Regions from separate parts of the Hordeum vulgare genome. Here region 2 is linked to region 1. The links are chromatin contacts, called in public Hi-C maps. All regions are on one chromosome and are shown on one strand. Each heading gives the region's core, a stretch centred on a gene start, on an enhancer-like site or on the middle of the called end of the contact. The rest is flanking DNA. Distances are from core to core; before and after follow the strand shown. Region 1 holds the start of LOC123426394 (probable proline transporter 2). Region 2 holds the start of LOC123426396.

Region 1 (7,590 bases), core at 3,740-6,239:
GATGTTTTATGCGTATTTGAGTTATATGGTTGGTAACCGAAAGTTGTTCGGAGTCCCGGATGTGATCCACGACGTCACGAGGAGCTCCGGAATGGTCCGGAGGTAAAGATTGATATATAGGAAGTCCTGTTTTGGTCACCGGAAAAGTTTCGGGCTCATCGGTAGTGTACCGGGAGTGCCGGGAGGGGTGCCGGGGACCATCGGGAGGGGTGTCACGCCCCAAGGGGTCTCATGGGCTATGGGAAAAGATAAACCAGCCCCTAGTGGGCTGGAATAAGTTCCCACTAAGGCCCATAAGGTTTGAGAAGGAAAAAACACAAGGTGGAAAGAGTTTCCAAGTGGGAAGGTGGAATCCTACTCCAAGTAGGATTGGAGTAGGACTCCTACACCTCCAATTTCGGCCAAACCTTGAGGGTTTGAGGCTGGCTCTTCCCTCCCCCTCCCTCCTATATATACTGAGGTATTAGGGATGATTTGAGACAACTTTTGCCACGGCAGCCCGACCACATACCCCCACGGTTTTTCCTCTAGATCGTATTTCTGCGGAGCTCGGGCGGAGCCCTGCTGAGATAGATCATCACCAACCTCCAGAGCGCCGTCACGCTTCCGGAGAACTCATCTACCTCTCCATCTCTCTTGCTGGATCAAGAAGACCGAGATCATCGTCGAGCTGTTCGTGTGCTGAACGCGGAGGTGTCGTCTGTTCGGCACTAGATCGGAATGGATCGTGAGATGGATCACAAGACGGTTCTTGCAACGGATCACGAGATGGTTCGTGGGACGGATCGTGGGACGGATTGTGGGACGGATCGCGGGACGGTTCGTGGGACGGTTCGCGGGGCGGATCGAGGGACGTGAGGACGTTCCACTACATCAACCGCGTTTCTTAACGCTTCTGCTGTGCGATCTACAAGGGTACGTAGATCGGAAATCTCCTCTCGTAGATGAACATCACCATGATAGGTATTGTGTGTGCGTAGGAAATTTTTTGTTTCCCATGCGATGTTCCCCAACACCTCCTCCCGTTCCATCCTCCCCTCTCCACCCCACGTGCCGTTGTTGTTGGATGCTTGCTGATGTTGCCGTGCCCGGCTGCCTTTTGGAACATCGGCGAAGATCGCGTGCACCATCCCCGCCACCGTGGATCGTCGACAAGTTCGCCGAGTACCTCGACGACCCCGAACATCTACGGACCCGTGTTCGACTACCGACGCCGAAGACCCGTGTACCGACGGCAAGAGTACGACTACCATCGACGAGACCCGTGTACAACGACTTCCACGACGTCCACGACGACCTATGTTTTCACCGGAACGTCCCGAACCGCTCCGATATGCACGCTTCAAAGGTATACGTAGAAACGTGTCGTGACCCGAATGCATGTGATGTATGAGATGTACTATATGTTTGCGCCATATGTTTGCCCGTTGCACGTTGTCTTCCTTTTTCGTCGTGCCCTCGACACATGGGAACCCGATAAATGGGATCACCCCATCATTATTTGGTTTGTCACGCACGCGCTCCCTATTCGTTGGCACCGATATCTCGATGAGTATCGGGATAGGAACGTTGCCGTGGCTTCGTTTCCGACTTGCCGCCATGGTTCCCTTTCGCTCGTCGTGGTGACACATGCTTCTTTTCCTTCTTGCCTGTGTTGTTGTAACTTGCATGCATGACGCATTCATGGCATAATATCTTCTGTTGCATGTCTCTTGTATGTAGCTCCGTTCTAAGTCCCGTGTGTTAACCGTCTAGGATGACATGTAGAATCACCGCTTCACCCCTTGCCATGTTAACAACAATTTAATATTGCCGTGTAAATAGCCGGGAGCGAACTAAATAATTAATCGTGGAGTTTCGTCGATATGTAACTCGTTGCATATCGAGCTTCACTTAATGTGTAGTGTTTGCGTGAGGTGAATTGTCATGCCATGCCTTGCATCATTGATCTGTTCATGCATCATATTAGGGTGTGCATCATGTCTTGCATTTGCCGTGGTGAATATCCGTGTTGATGTTTGTTTCCGGTTTGCTCCGTCTCGATAGAGTTCCGCAAGCGTGTCGGAATGTGAGGACCCGTTCGTCTACGTTGGTTCGCCGACTTCACGGAGTTGTTCTTCTTCCAAGCGGGATCTCAGGCAAGATGACCATTTCCCCAGATACCATTACTATCATTGCCATGCTAGTTTTACCATTTCTACCGTTTATGTCTCGTTGCCTACCACATGTTAAATATCAGCCTCTCTACAATGCCATGATAACCTTCAACATGTTCGACCTAGCAAACCACTGATTGGCTATGTTACTACTTGCTTAACCATGTGTTAGCGTTGCTAGATGCAAGTGCAATTGCTTCCATGTGATAACATGGGTTCCTTGTTTTATCACCATATTATATGCTATTTAATTTAATGCACCTATATACTTGGTAAAAGGTGGAAGGCTCGGCCTTTCTAGCCTGGTGTTTTGTTCCACCTTTGCCCCCTTAGTTTTCGGCTACCGGTGTTATGTTCCATAATTGAGTGCTCCTAACACGATCGGGGTGTTATGGGGACTCCCTTGATAATTCGTTTTAGATTAAAGCTGGTCTGGCAAGGTCCAACTTTGGTACTACATTTGCCTAATAACTAATGAACTGCATAGGGAGTAATTAACCCGAGGAAATTTAATCAACCCCCGGGCCAGTGCTCCTCATGAGTTTTGGTCCAAACTGGCAGACTACGGGGCCACCACGGGGCAACCCGAGGTTTGGTTTCTCCTAGTGTGACCCATCCGTCGTGTCCTGAGAACGAGATACGCGGCTCCTATCGGGATCGTCGACACGTCGGGCGGCCTTGCTAGATTAGTTTTACCTTTGACGAGATATCTTGTGCATCGGGATTCCGGTGATGCTTTGGGTAATCTCGGAGTTGAGGTTTTCCACTAGGGAATTCGACGAGATCGCGAGCTTCGTAATTGAGGATTTCTATGCGACTTGTGGTAATTTGTGATGGACTTGTTGGAGCACCCCTGCAGGGTTAAATCTTTTCGGAAAGCCGTGCCCGCGGTTATGTGGCAACGTGGAAACTTTGTTTAACACTGGTTCTAGATAACTTGAAGTTAACTTAATTAAAATATGCCAACTGTGTGCATAACCGTGACTGTCTCTTTCGTGAGTTCCTTCTCCGATCAAGGACACGGTGGGGTTATGTCTGACGTAGGTAGGTGTTCAGGATCATTCATTTGATCATCAGTAGTTCACGTCCGCTATGCATAGATCTTCCCTCTCTTATTTCTTGTACTCGTAAGTTTAGCCACCAAATATATGCTTAGCCGCTGCTGCAACCTCACCACTTAACCATACCTCACCCATTAAGCTTTGCTAGTCTTGATACCTTTGGAAATGAGATTGCTGAGTCCCGTGTGGCTCACAGATTACTACAACACCAGTTGCAGGTACAGGTAAAGGTTACTCAACGCGAACGCGTTGATTGTTCATTTGGAGTTGCTTCTTCTTCTTCTTCTTCATCGATCTAGGATGGGTTCCACGCCGACAGCCTGAGATAGCAAGGATGGACGTTGTTCTTCTTTTCTCGTTTGTTTTCGTCCGTAGGCGGACCCTGCTCTTATTCATGGTGATTATGTATTGTACTGATGTGACTCTGATGTAGCTTGTGGCGAGTGTAAGCCAATTCTATATATATATATATATCTTCTTTTCAGTAAATGTACTTGTAACGATATCCTTTCTTGCGACACGACGAGATGCGCTTCTATCCCTGACGAGGCCCTCGTGGCAAATTGAGGATAAGATCGCATCTTGGGCGTGACAACTCCCTCCTACATACGGCATACACAATGTATGACCCATGTGAGATGCCTAATATGCCACAAAAGATGTCATCGTTGGGTTGCTATTATTATTATTATTACCGAGCCACAAACCATACAATTGCTTTACGATATTTTCATATATATAACCAAAATAATATGTAGACTAAAAAGTACTCTTTCTGTAAATAAATATAAAAACGTTTATATCACGAGGGAGTACATGCAAAAGAAAGAAGAAGAAAAGCCACAAGAGTTTATCCAATTCCAGCTTTGGGGGTCGTGAATTGGTATAAAAAGCTCTCAATCCTGTCATTAAAACGGCCACAATTTTCTGCTTGATCCTATTAAAGAAGTGCAAGATCTTGCTCGAGAATCAATTTCCAAGTGCTTTTATTTCGAACTTCTCTTCTGATTTTTTTTCATTTATTTGAGTCCATATATGGCAATAACCTAACATGATTATGCCCAAGGCAATGGGTTTGGGCAGATTCTTGTCTTTGTTCTTTGTGATGGGTGCCTTTTAGAGTTTGGTTTCAGTAATGGGTCCTTTTAAGATTGCATTTTAGATTGGTGTGAATAAATAAAAAAATATGTTCTAGAGCTGAATATCCGTAATAATCACGTCGAGTACTGATGCCAGTGCCCCGTTCACAGCGGACAGTCAGACAGGGCATATGATGCTCCACTAACAAAGACTCATCATTTCATGAGGAGATTTGTACATGGGTGATTGGTTGCGAGAGTGTGAAGTGCTTAGCTAGGTGATTAGTAGGGTCATAATCTTGAAAGAAGAGAAATATTTGCGTTGCGGGGCTCGTGTCGCTGCTTGGGACGAGAGACACGAGAAAAGGATGTTGGTGATGCTTTTAGGAGTCGTCAGCTGAATCTTGCATAGTTAACGCTTTTTTCTTTATCTGTTTGGTCAGCAAAAAGGCAGCACTATTATGTTGCCGTGCACGCCATTAGGAAAATAAAATGGCCACAGGAAAATAATTAAATGAAACCCCTGGTCAATCAGTGCGATTTTATCGCATCTGGAAGGGAAGGGAGGGGATTTTAGATAAGATGGATGGATTTCGTCGCCGTAACAAACTAGAGTAACGACTTGCTAGTACGTTGCCGAAAAGATCGCGACCAACTAACACATGAACCAACTCGATCTTCTTCCCCGGCCCCTCTTCATAAACAGACAGAGAGTCCAGTAGACGGGCACAACCTCCATCCTCTTCTTCTTCCTCCCCCTCCCCCTCCCCCTCAGCCTCAGCCTATTACTATTAGTATATACTGCTAGCTACCTAGCTAGGTAGAGCGGCGGCGGGGCAGCACTAGCCAGCTACGGCGAGCGGTTGCTGCCGCTGCCGCTGCCCTATTCTAATCTCAAGCCTCTGCCGCAGTTGCCGCCATCAATCATCATATCCGGCACCGTCGGCGGAGAATTAAAGGGGCCGTGTTAGTGGGGAGGGGGAGGGGGAGAGGATCGATTCCATTCGGTTCTCTTTTTTTCTTCTTCTTCAGAAGATTGAATTCAAAGGAGGAAGGCATTAATAACAAACCCAAAAGGAAGTCCCGGCTGCCTTTCTGATGGATGTGAGTGCGGATTCTTCTTTTCTTCCTTCCTCCCTCCTTTTCCAGTAGTAGATTACATAGATAGCCCGGCGCACACAACGAACGAACCTATTCTGCTACAGAATCGGATGAATAGACTGATGCCTTTATTCTGACATGACATGGATTGATCGCTTCAATAATACAAATTACTAATTATCATTATCATGGAAGTAGTAGTTATTGGATTAATGTTTCCCGGAAAGGTTACTTGTATTATTATTGCTAATAGTACTAATATTGCTGTTATTATTATTGTTATCATTACTAATTAGTACTATTTTTATTATTTTTCACAAAGTGTGCTGTGGATGTGTATATTAATATAAATATGCATGTTTTTTTATAGATGTGGAATGAAAATGGGAAATTAATCAAGTTTTTCCTCTCTTAGAGAAGAAAGAAAATCCCCAATTTCACTTGTCGCATGCTACTTTTGTGACGTTTGCCGCTCCCTATTTATAGGTCACCAAGCAGCAGCAGCAACAGCACGACGAGGAAGCCCTCTCCGACTCTTCTCCTCTCGCTTCTTCTTCCTGGGCGTCAACCTCTTCCTCCCCTTGCTTGCCTGGTTCAGGGGACAGGGCGCCGCTGCTGCCCTGCAAGATGGCCGACGATGAAAAGGGTGACAGGCTCGATGTTTCTGAGGATACCGCGCACCAGATTAGCGTTGGTAATCATTTCTACCCTATCTTTTCTCCATGATAACAACAAGGATAGCTCACCAAACTGGTTGTCGACTATGTGAATCTGATACTCCCCCTGCATCTTAATCACTCTGTTGCCATCAACTCAAATGCTTATCAGTTATATGTTCTGCTATCAAAATAATAGCATGTCAACCCAACTGAATTCTGTAACGCTCCAAGTTTTTTTTTTACATTCATCATACTTTGATCATGGAAATACATAATTTTTCGGTGATGCCTCGTCTCACTGCTTCCACTGATCTGGGTTCAAAACCTTAAAATGTTATGCACACTAATCGTTTTCTTGTGAATGCAGTTCTTGTATCTGTGACTACTTAACTAATGAAAGATTCTGATCGTTTTCAGATCCTTGGTATCAAGTTGGATTTGTCCTGACAACAGGGGTCAATAGTGCGTATGTTCTAGGATACTCTGGGTCGATTATGGTCCCTTTGGGCTGGATTGGTGGAACATGCGGGTTGATCCTGGCTGCTGCAATCTCGATGTATGCAAATGCTCTGCTTGGTCGCCTCCATGAAATTGGTGGGAAACGCCATATTAGATACAGAGATCTTGCTGGACATATATATGGTACATATTCATACACTCTATCCCCACATTCTAATGAGATAGACATAACGTTTCATAAACTGGAGTTTGCTCTATTTGTTTTCAAGGACACCCATATGTCCTAGTTGTAGAGTCCATGTTGTGGTTGTCGAGGCCTTGGGTCAAATATACATAGTACCTCGTTCTAATCCACTTGTTTGCCATTTGGGCACCACTTCCCTTTTAACCGCTCCAGTTGGGATTTGTTTTATCTGGATGAAATTCAAATGCAATTTCTTTATCCCAACATAATTACTTTATACCTTTATTTTGGTGACTACAGGAAGAAAAATGTATGCGCTTACATGGGCTCTACAATATATTAATCTTTTCATGATCAACACCGGTTTTATCATCTTAGCTGGCCAAGCACTGAAGGTACGATAGCGTAATCACTATCACCTAACTTATGTTCGTGTGAAAACCAATCTGGTTAAAATATCTGGATACAATGCTGGGAATCCATCTGTTGAATTTATTTCCAGGGTATCGTTAAATTGTTGATCTTATTCTGAACAAACATACTTGTGTGATGTTTTATCCTCCCAAGGCTTATTTGTGATGTGATGATTTCTTCTCTTCAGGCAATATATGTACTCTTTAGAGATGACGGACTTCTCAAACTTCCCTACTGCATAGCATTATCTGGGTTTGTCTGTGCTCTTTTTGCATTTGGAATTCCTTATCTATCTGCTCTCCGAATTTGGTTGGGATTCTCCACTGTTTTCAGTCTCATCTATATTGTGATAGCATTTGTGCTGTCGCTTAGAGATGGTATTACCCTTTGGCGCCTTGTTCAGCTCTCTTGGCATATTTTATGCCATATAATTTCGTGTGCATTCTAATTGTTGCTATACTATAAATATGCTTGAGG
Region 2 (7,590 bases), core at 3,666-6,165, 260 kb before region 1:
CAAAGAGAGACTATCTAATTTTTCTAATTTCTCTTCTACACTCTTGTTGCAGGCTTTTTGAGAAGTGATAAAGTCTTTAAGCATGCTCTCTAATTCAGAAGTGGAGTTTTTGGTGCTAGGATAAGTGTTGTTGTTCCCATAGTTGTTGGATGGGAACGGTCTAGGATTGCTATCAAAATTACTCCTATAAGCATTATTATTAAAGTTGTTCCTAGAGATAAAATTAACATCAACTTGCTCTCTTTCTTGAGCAACCAAATAATTTAAAGGAACATCATGAGGATCAATAGGAGCTTGCTTAGTAAGTAAAGACATGATCATGTCAACCTTATCATTAAGGGAGGAGATCTCCTCAACAGAGTCTACCTTCCTACCTGTTGGAGCTCTCCCGGTGTGCCATTGAGAATAATTTTTCATCATCTCATCCAATAGTTTCGTGGCAGCACCAAGTGTAGTTGACATAAAGGTTCTTCCCGCGGCCGAGTCCAACAGATTCCACGAGGTAAAGTTCAATCATGCATAGAAAGTTTGGATAACCATCCAAGTAGTCAAACCATGTGTAGGGCAATTCTTAACAAGAGATTTCATACGTTTCCGAGCTTGGGCAACGTGTTCGTTATCCAGTTGCCTAAAATTCATAATGTTACTTCTTAACTGGATAATCTTAGCAGACGGGTAATACTTCCCAATAAAAGCATCTTTGCACTTATCCCAAGAATCCATGCTATTCCTAGACAAAGATTGAAGCCACACTTTAGCTCCTCCTCTCAAGGAGAAAGGAAAAAGCTTAAGTTTAACAATATCACCATCTAATTCTTTGTACTTTTGCATATCACAAAGCTCAATAAAATTATTCAAGTGCAAAGCAGCAGCATCTCGAGCACCGGAGAATTGATCTTTCATAACAAGGTTCAGTAAAGCAGGTTTAATCTCATAAGAGGTCGCCTCATTGGCGGGAGCAGCAATAGGAGTGCAGATAAAGTCATTGTTGTTGTGACTAGTGAAGTCACACAACTTGGTGTTCTTAGAGGAACCCATAGCAGCAGCAAGAAGCAAGAACAAAGCAACTAATTTTTTTTGTGGTTTTTGGTATAAGACTCTAAAGCAAAAGCTAGAAAGCAAACTAACAAGACTAAAAAGCAAAGGTAAAGGATAGTGTGCAACTCCCTTATCTTGAAGACTGGAGTCCCCGGCAACGGCGCCAGAAATTTGCTTGATGACGAGTTGATGGATATACTTCTCGCCCCTTGTTGGTTACCCCAAGTGGAAGGTCGAGACGTAGTCAGCAGCAGATTTCCCTTACACGAGGACTGTAAGGTTTATCGAACCAGGAGGATTCCGAGGATCAACAAGTAGGTGTCCGCTGCTCTGGCACTAGCGGAAGACGTGGACCTGCACACACAACAAATAACCTTGCTCCCAACGATTTCAGAGAGGTTGTCGATCTCTCCGGCCTTGTAGTTTGCAAAGGATCAAACAGAAGCGGGAATAGCGATAGTGGTTGCAACAGAAAAGTAAATAAAAGCTGTAAATGGTGGAGGTGTAAATAATGGTGGTAATATGGACTAGAGTCCCATGATGTTCACTAGTGATGTCTCTCTCCTAAAAGACAATAAACAACTATGCTAGGTAAACAAATTACAGCTGGGCAATTGACAGAATTATAAACGCACCGCAATGCTAATCATGCTACAAGAAAGTTAGAGGCTCAAAAGTAATGGGCAATACGCCAAGACAAGTAGACCGTTTATCCATCAACATCCACTCTCTAATCATCCACCTTGAGATATCTATCCAGAAGATCTCGCTGGTATTAAGTTGCGAGCCCCACCCAAAGTGTAAACTCAAAGCAACGGATAACGACATTAATGAACTTTGCGTAAGGTAAACAATCCTTGCAACCATGGTCACAAGCACCGTTGTTTTCTCCCTGGTGGCAACAACACATCCCCTAGTCTCATGTTCCTGTCACTCAAGCTAGACATCAGGGGGCATGAACCCACAATCATGCAGAACGCTCCCTCTTGGAGTTAGAATCTACTACTCAGCCAAAGTAATGAAAAGCAACGGAGAACATGCATGAATTACTCAAGAACATAATATAAAAGGAGAACCAAATATATAACTCATCACAATATGAACATAATCTCATAATCTATCGGATCCCAGCAAACGCACCACAACAACATCACGTAAATTATATAGATGCCTTGATCATGTAGGGCAACTCACAAGGGCTAAGCATTGAAGCACAAGATTGGAGAGAAGACATCACATAACTACTGGTCATGGAGTCATGGTCCAAGGAGGACTACTCACGGCACGTCCGGGAAGCGTCCATGATGGTGGAGAAGCTCCCAGAGGTCAATCCTCCCTCCGACAGGGTGCCGGGAAGAGGTCTTCTAGCGCTCCCAATCTCGGAAGCGTTGTGGCCGCGGAACGGTGGAGAAATTCGCGATTTTGGATCTGTGCTCAGGGTTTCCCGTCCGAGGGGTAAATATAGGCCAAAGGAGGGGGCAGGGGGTGGACCAGCTGCCCAGGCGACCTGGTGGTGCGGCCAGGAGGGGGCCCGCGCCAGGTGGCTGCCTGGGTGAGGCCTGGCTCCCCTCTGGCCCACCTTGGTGCTTCGTGAAGCTTCCTTCATGCTGATTTTTATATATTTTTCTCAAGATTTTTGGGGCTCTAAAAATTGGGGTAAAATCCCTGCAATTAAAAGACATCAGTAGACAGAAACTGGCACTGGGTGCACTGAGTTAGTAGGTTAGTCCAAATATGTGTAAAAATGTATGAAAGTGTAGCAAAACATATGACAATGTCACCCAAAAGAGCAAGGAACAAACATAAATTATAGATACGTTTGGGGCGTATCACTCATCCACGTTCCCTCGGATGGCGTTGCCCGACTCGCCCCGCGCGTCAGCTTGCACCCCGATGCCCCACTTCTACGTCTACCCGCAGGCCTCCCGCCTCTCCGGGGAGTGCTCGCCGGAGGTGAGCATGGTGGTGCCTTCCACGCCCACGCCTGCGCCCATCGACCTCAATGCCACACCGGTGGCCGGTGGCTCGTCATCCGGAGGCGCGAGGAAACACGCGCGACAGATGCCAGCAGACATGCTGTCGGGTGTACGCAATCTGTTCGACGAAATGCCGGTCGCCGGCGACGAGGACTACATACATACTTGATCTTCGAGGGTGGTGCGTCGGCCGCTGGCTACGATCCCGACGAGACACAAAGTCAGGGCGACCGAGGGGCGTTCATGTCGTTCAACTTTAATCAAGACCAGGCGGCCTTCATGCGTGATCAGGTCGGCATGGACGTGGACGGCTTCCCACTCGACCACGAGTTTCCGGAGGACTACGAGCAAGAGGAAGAGGACGAGTGTGACATCGAAGGGGAGCCTTTGTTTGAGGACAAGCTCGCCAACCAAGCCGCCTGTGCGAAGCGGCCGAATCACAAGAGCAAGCGGACCAAGGCACACACGGCGGCTGAGGACAAGCTTCTTTGCGAGTGTTGGAGAGACATTGGGCAAGACCCCAAGACGTGCGCCAAACAAAAGCATTCAACGTTTTGGATTCGTGTCCACCGTGAGTTTCATGAGCGCAAGAAGTTTCCGCCGTACCAAATAGTAAGCACGCGCGGGTGGGTGTCTATTTTGAAGCGATGGAGGGTGATCCAACAAGTGTGCAACAAGATTTGTGCCACTCTTGAGAGCGTCAAGGCCCGTCCTGTGAGCGGCATCGACATGCAAGACATGGTATGCTAGCAAGGCGCCCTCTTTTGTGTCATCAAGTTTATGCTTGCGTGTTCATTTGCATACCATTTGCCAATATGCCTGCATGAAATACATTTGTAGGCATTTTAAGCTTTGGAGGCATTCAAGGTCCAACACAATGACAAGTGCTTCAACCTCTTCCATTGCTTTAGGGTCATCAAAGGCGAGGAGAAGTTCATGGCACAATATGCCGTCCTCAAGTCGCGTGGGGGAAGCAAGCCGTGGAGGAGGTTGGGCACGGTGAGCACGCACGGCCGCGGGGGAAGACCAACTCCAAGAAGGAGGACAAGCGGGATGCGGCGTCGAACGCCTTGATCGCAAGCGTGGAGGGCATAATGAGCAAGAAGGACTCAAGGGAGGAGGAGCGCCAGCGTTACAAACAAGAGCAAATGAACGCCTTCATGGAGATCCAAAGGAGGACACTTGAGATGAACACTGAGAAGCAAACCAAGATGCTTGAGATGGAGGGGAGAAACAAGCCAAGATGCTAGAGATTAAGGCCGGCAACGCCAAGGCCAAGGCAAAAGAAGTGACTCTCGCGAGCATGATGACCGGGGTGGAGATCATGAAGGTAGATCTCAACACCGTGTCGCCAAGGAAGAGGTCGTGGTTTGAGAAGATGCAAGCCAACATGCTCAAGTTCGACGAGGAGTGATCTATGACCGCGAGCCTTTTTTTGTATGCCGACACGTGTGCTGGCATGACCACGAGACCGCGATGGCGTGGTCGAACTTAAATTACATCCCTTTTTGTATGCTCGCATGTGTGTCGGCCGCTGGCGAGTGCGCCAACATGAACTGTATGGTGATTGTATGCCGGCGCTGGCAATGATGCTGGCATGATCTATGGTCTCTCGCATGATCTATGACCGCGGACCTTTTTTAAAAATTATGTACGGACATGAAATGGATCGACGCATTGAACGCACTGCTGATCCAAACTTAAAACAGGACGAACGTCGGACGGGCGATTGATCCAAACGGATACAAAAGCATACAAAAACATAATCCATTTGAGTCGGTCCATCTTAAGTTGCTTTAAGATAGAACGGATGAGGGCACGAGGAGGTTTCACCGGTGCCCATACGTGTGTTACCAAACCGGAGCGTTTGAACCTATGCCGAGAGGAAGTGTGCCTTGGCTGGTGGTCGTTTCCTTGTGCAGGGCGGAGATGGGTGGATATGGGGCCCAAAGTTGGACGGACGAGACGGAGAGGATGGATCGGGGCCACACCCCGAGGGGCGCAATTGCAATCAGTCGCTTGGAAAATATCTGCCTCCTCTCCACCCGGTCTGCGATTGATTTGGTTCTGGTCTCGTGGTTCCCCTCCCGTCTCCTGTCTCATCTCGCTCTCTCCTCCCCCAATCCTGTCTCCCACCAGATTCGAGCAAACCCTAGGATTCCCTCCTGCCTTTCTCCCGATGGGTGAGCCGCCAAGCCGAGATGGATCCTATTCCTCCTTCCCTAACTCCGACGACGACGAGCCGGAGACCTCCGGATCGGAACGAGGAGGAGGAGGAGGAGAGGATGCTCATCGCCCGCTGCCTCTCCGCCAGCAGCTCGTTGGGGCCTGCCGCGCCGACGACCGTCTCAGGCCCCTCCTCACCCTCAACGTGTCATGCTCCGCCGCCGAGAACCGCTTCATATCTCACCTCTCTCAGGTGACATTTCCTATCCCTGTGGTCGATAAGTGCCATCGATTGGTTCTCTTCTCACCTCATCGGGCGGGCGCTGCAGCACTTTGAGGTCTCGGAGGTGGGCATGCTGGCAAGGTGTCTCTGCGTTCCTCTCGTCTCTCTGCGCGTCGGCAAGGTCGATCGCCACGGCGCCCTCCTCTGCCCAACAACCATCAGGTAGCCACCCACAAATTTAACTTCAACCGGATTGCTTTTGCACCACAAATATACCAGCTACCAGAGGAACACGCACATGATGGCTTCTCTTTTAGATTGCCACCGTTGTGTGTCGCACACGTTGTCATGAAATGATTAATATTGTAGGGCATGTCTAGTTCTCTCGTTTGCTAACTGTCTAGCATGCCTGCTGCGTATGAAGCATGGATGCAGTCAGATAATTTTTATACCTGCCAGAGGACATTGTGTCTTCTGTCCGGACACTGAGCTTTTGCTGATGCTGACTTTTTTTTTTCTGAATTAAGTGCACCAAATAACAAAATTGTTAATCTGCCAGACAGAACGGAAATTTTAGAAGGAAATGTATCATCATGTAGTTGTTCTGGTGATTCTGGAAAATTACGTGTGTATCCGTGTGATGTGGTAAATATCGTGCACATTCTACATTCATTGCAGCCGTTATTCACTTAGAAATATGTTGGTGCAACATAAGTCGTCAAATTGTTGCATTTCATGTTACTCGAGTCTAGTCAGATATGCCAGTCTGGTTAAGTGATGAACCTTCTCTTAGTTGCATGGGAATAGTATGACATTCGAGTGTCATGATTCAGTAAGTTTCTCAATAATATCATTCCCAATCTATAACAAACTGAATATTCCTATTTCTGGTAGTCACCCTTTTCACGTCATTGTCACAGCCTAGTTAGGATTTTGTTCATACAGCTACTCTGCTGTGTTGCAGAATGCTGTAACATGTATTTCCTTCATGTTATTTTGTTCTTGCGATTATCTCTGCTATTTAAGCATTTTGTCCGGTTTCATTATTAACATGGCGTTTTTCTTGTTCTTGTACTTCATGACACCTGATAATTGCTTTTTGTGGAGAGGTGTTTTCAGCTATTCTGACCTCATTAAGAAGGATGTATCGTATGCTAGATTATTGATTCTAGGATTACATGTTTCATCTTATTAGTGATGGCATTGTTCATCTACCAAATAAATTATGTTTCCATTTGTAGGTAATTTGGGCATGTGTCATAATCTCTGATATATGAGGAAAGAGAAGGTAGTTTCCTTCATGCCTTACGGTATTATGTTACCTGCATTAATAATAACTAATCACACACATCACGATTGCAGTCTTAGATGAGATTGGATCAATAGGATTCTGGACTATTTGATGCTTTAGATGAAATTTTTATTGGTACTTCAAAGAGTTTGATATCTCATTTATTGATGTTTTCACATACTTCTGTGTTCCAGTTATCATGTGTATGTTTTGTGGTTGCAGTTAGCTTATCACAGGCTCCTCCAGTGTTGATTTATGCAGCAGTTTACTGTTTGTTTCACTGCAGACAGTTAGGGACATGTATCAATGTGTTCACACCAATGTTCATTCTAAAACCAGTTATCCTACCTATGCTTAATGAGCTGTTCCATCCAATATCTGTTTTATGTTTTATAGCCGTGTTTTTATCTTCCTCTCCACCCATGTTGTGTACTTAATGTACCCTGTCTATTCTTTGTTACATACGCCTTCCTTCAATTCACCATCGATGTTTTTATCGACATTTCTACCATCGGCAATCATTTCTCTCCATTTTTCAGTTCAAATTGATTGAGGTTTTCCCTTAAATGGAGGTCACTGACCATAATTGACTATGGATGGTTCGTATTACTTTGCCCTAATTTTTTGCAATATAATCATCCACTTATCGGAATTTATTGTAGACTTTGTGCAACTAAAATCATAACTTGCCTGTGCTATGATCTGGCACAACTTGTCTAAGGAGATTTAGTTTTTGATTTATCACCTGCGAAGGAAAAAACATTAGATGTTTCATGATTCTTTCGTACGAGTGATAAGGCAGTGCTGCAGCTTTTCTTGAAGAAACATTTGTCAAATACTGTAATTTGGTATTTGTATTCAGTGCTTTCACTTATTCCTATTAAAAGGCAAATCTG

The links. Hi-C and Micro-C count contacts between places; a contact is called where the count stands out from the background.
Region 2: a Hi-C map of leaf shows a contact between it and region 1, with 3 times the contacts expected there. The contact joins the promoter of LOC123426396 here to the promoter of LOC123426394 in region 1. A contact is called at or near these places in 2 of 6 Hi-C or Micro-C datasets (leaf and seedling) and 1 of 1 datasets of contacts at active chromatin or transcription factors (embryo).

What each region holds. Positions count from the first base shown.
Region 1 is chr2H:392,605,697-392,613,286 of MorexV3_pseudomolecules_assembly, reverse strand. It overlaps LOC123426394 (probable proline transporter 2), which reads left to right and starts at 4,989. Exons shown (of 8, transcript XM_045110226.1): 1 at 4,989-5,400; 2 at 5,884-6,091; 3 at 6,474-6,698; 4 at 7,000-7,094; 5 at 7,301-7,490. The coding sequence starts at 5,395.
Region 2 is chr2H:392,860,802-392,868,391 of MorexV3_pseudomolecules_assembly, reverse strand. LOC123426396 reads left to right here and starts at 4,915. Exons shown (of 5, transcript XM_045110228.1): 1 at 4,915-5,433; 2 at 5,510-5,625. The coding sequence starts at 4,954.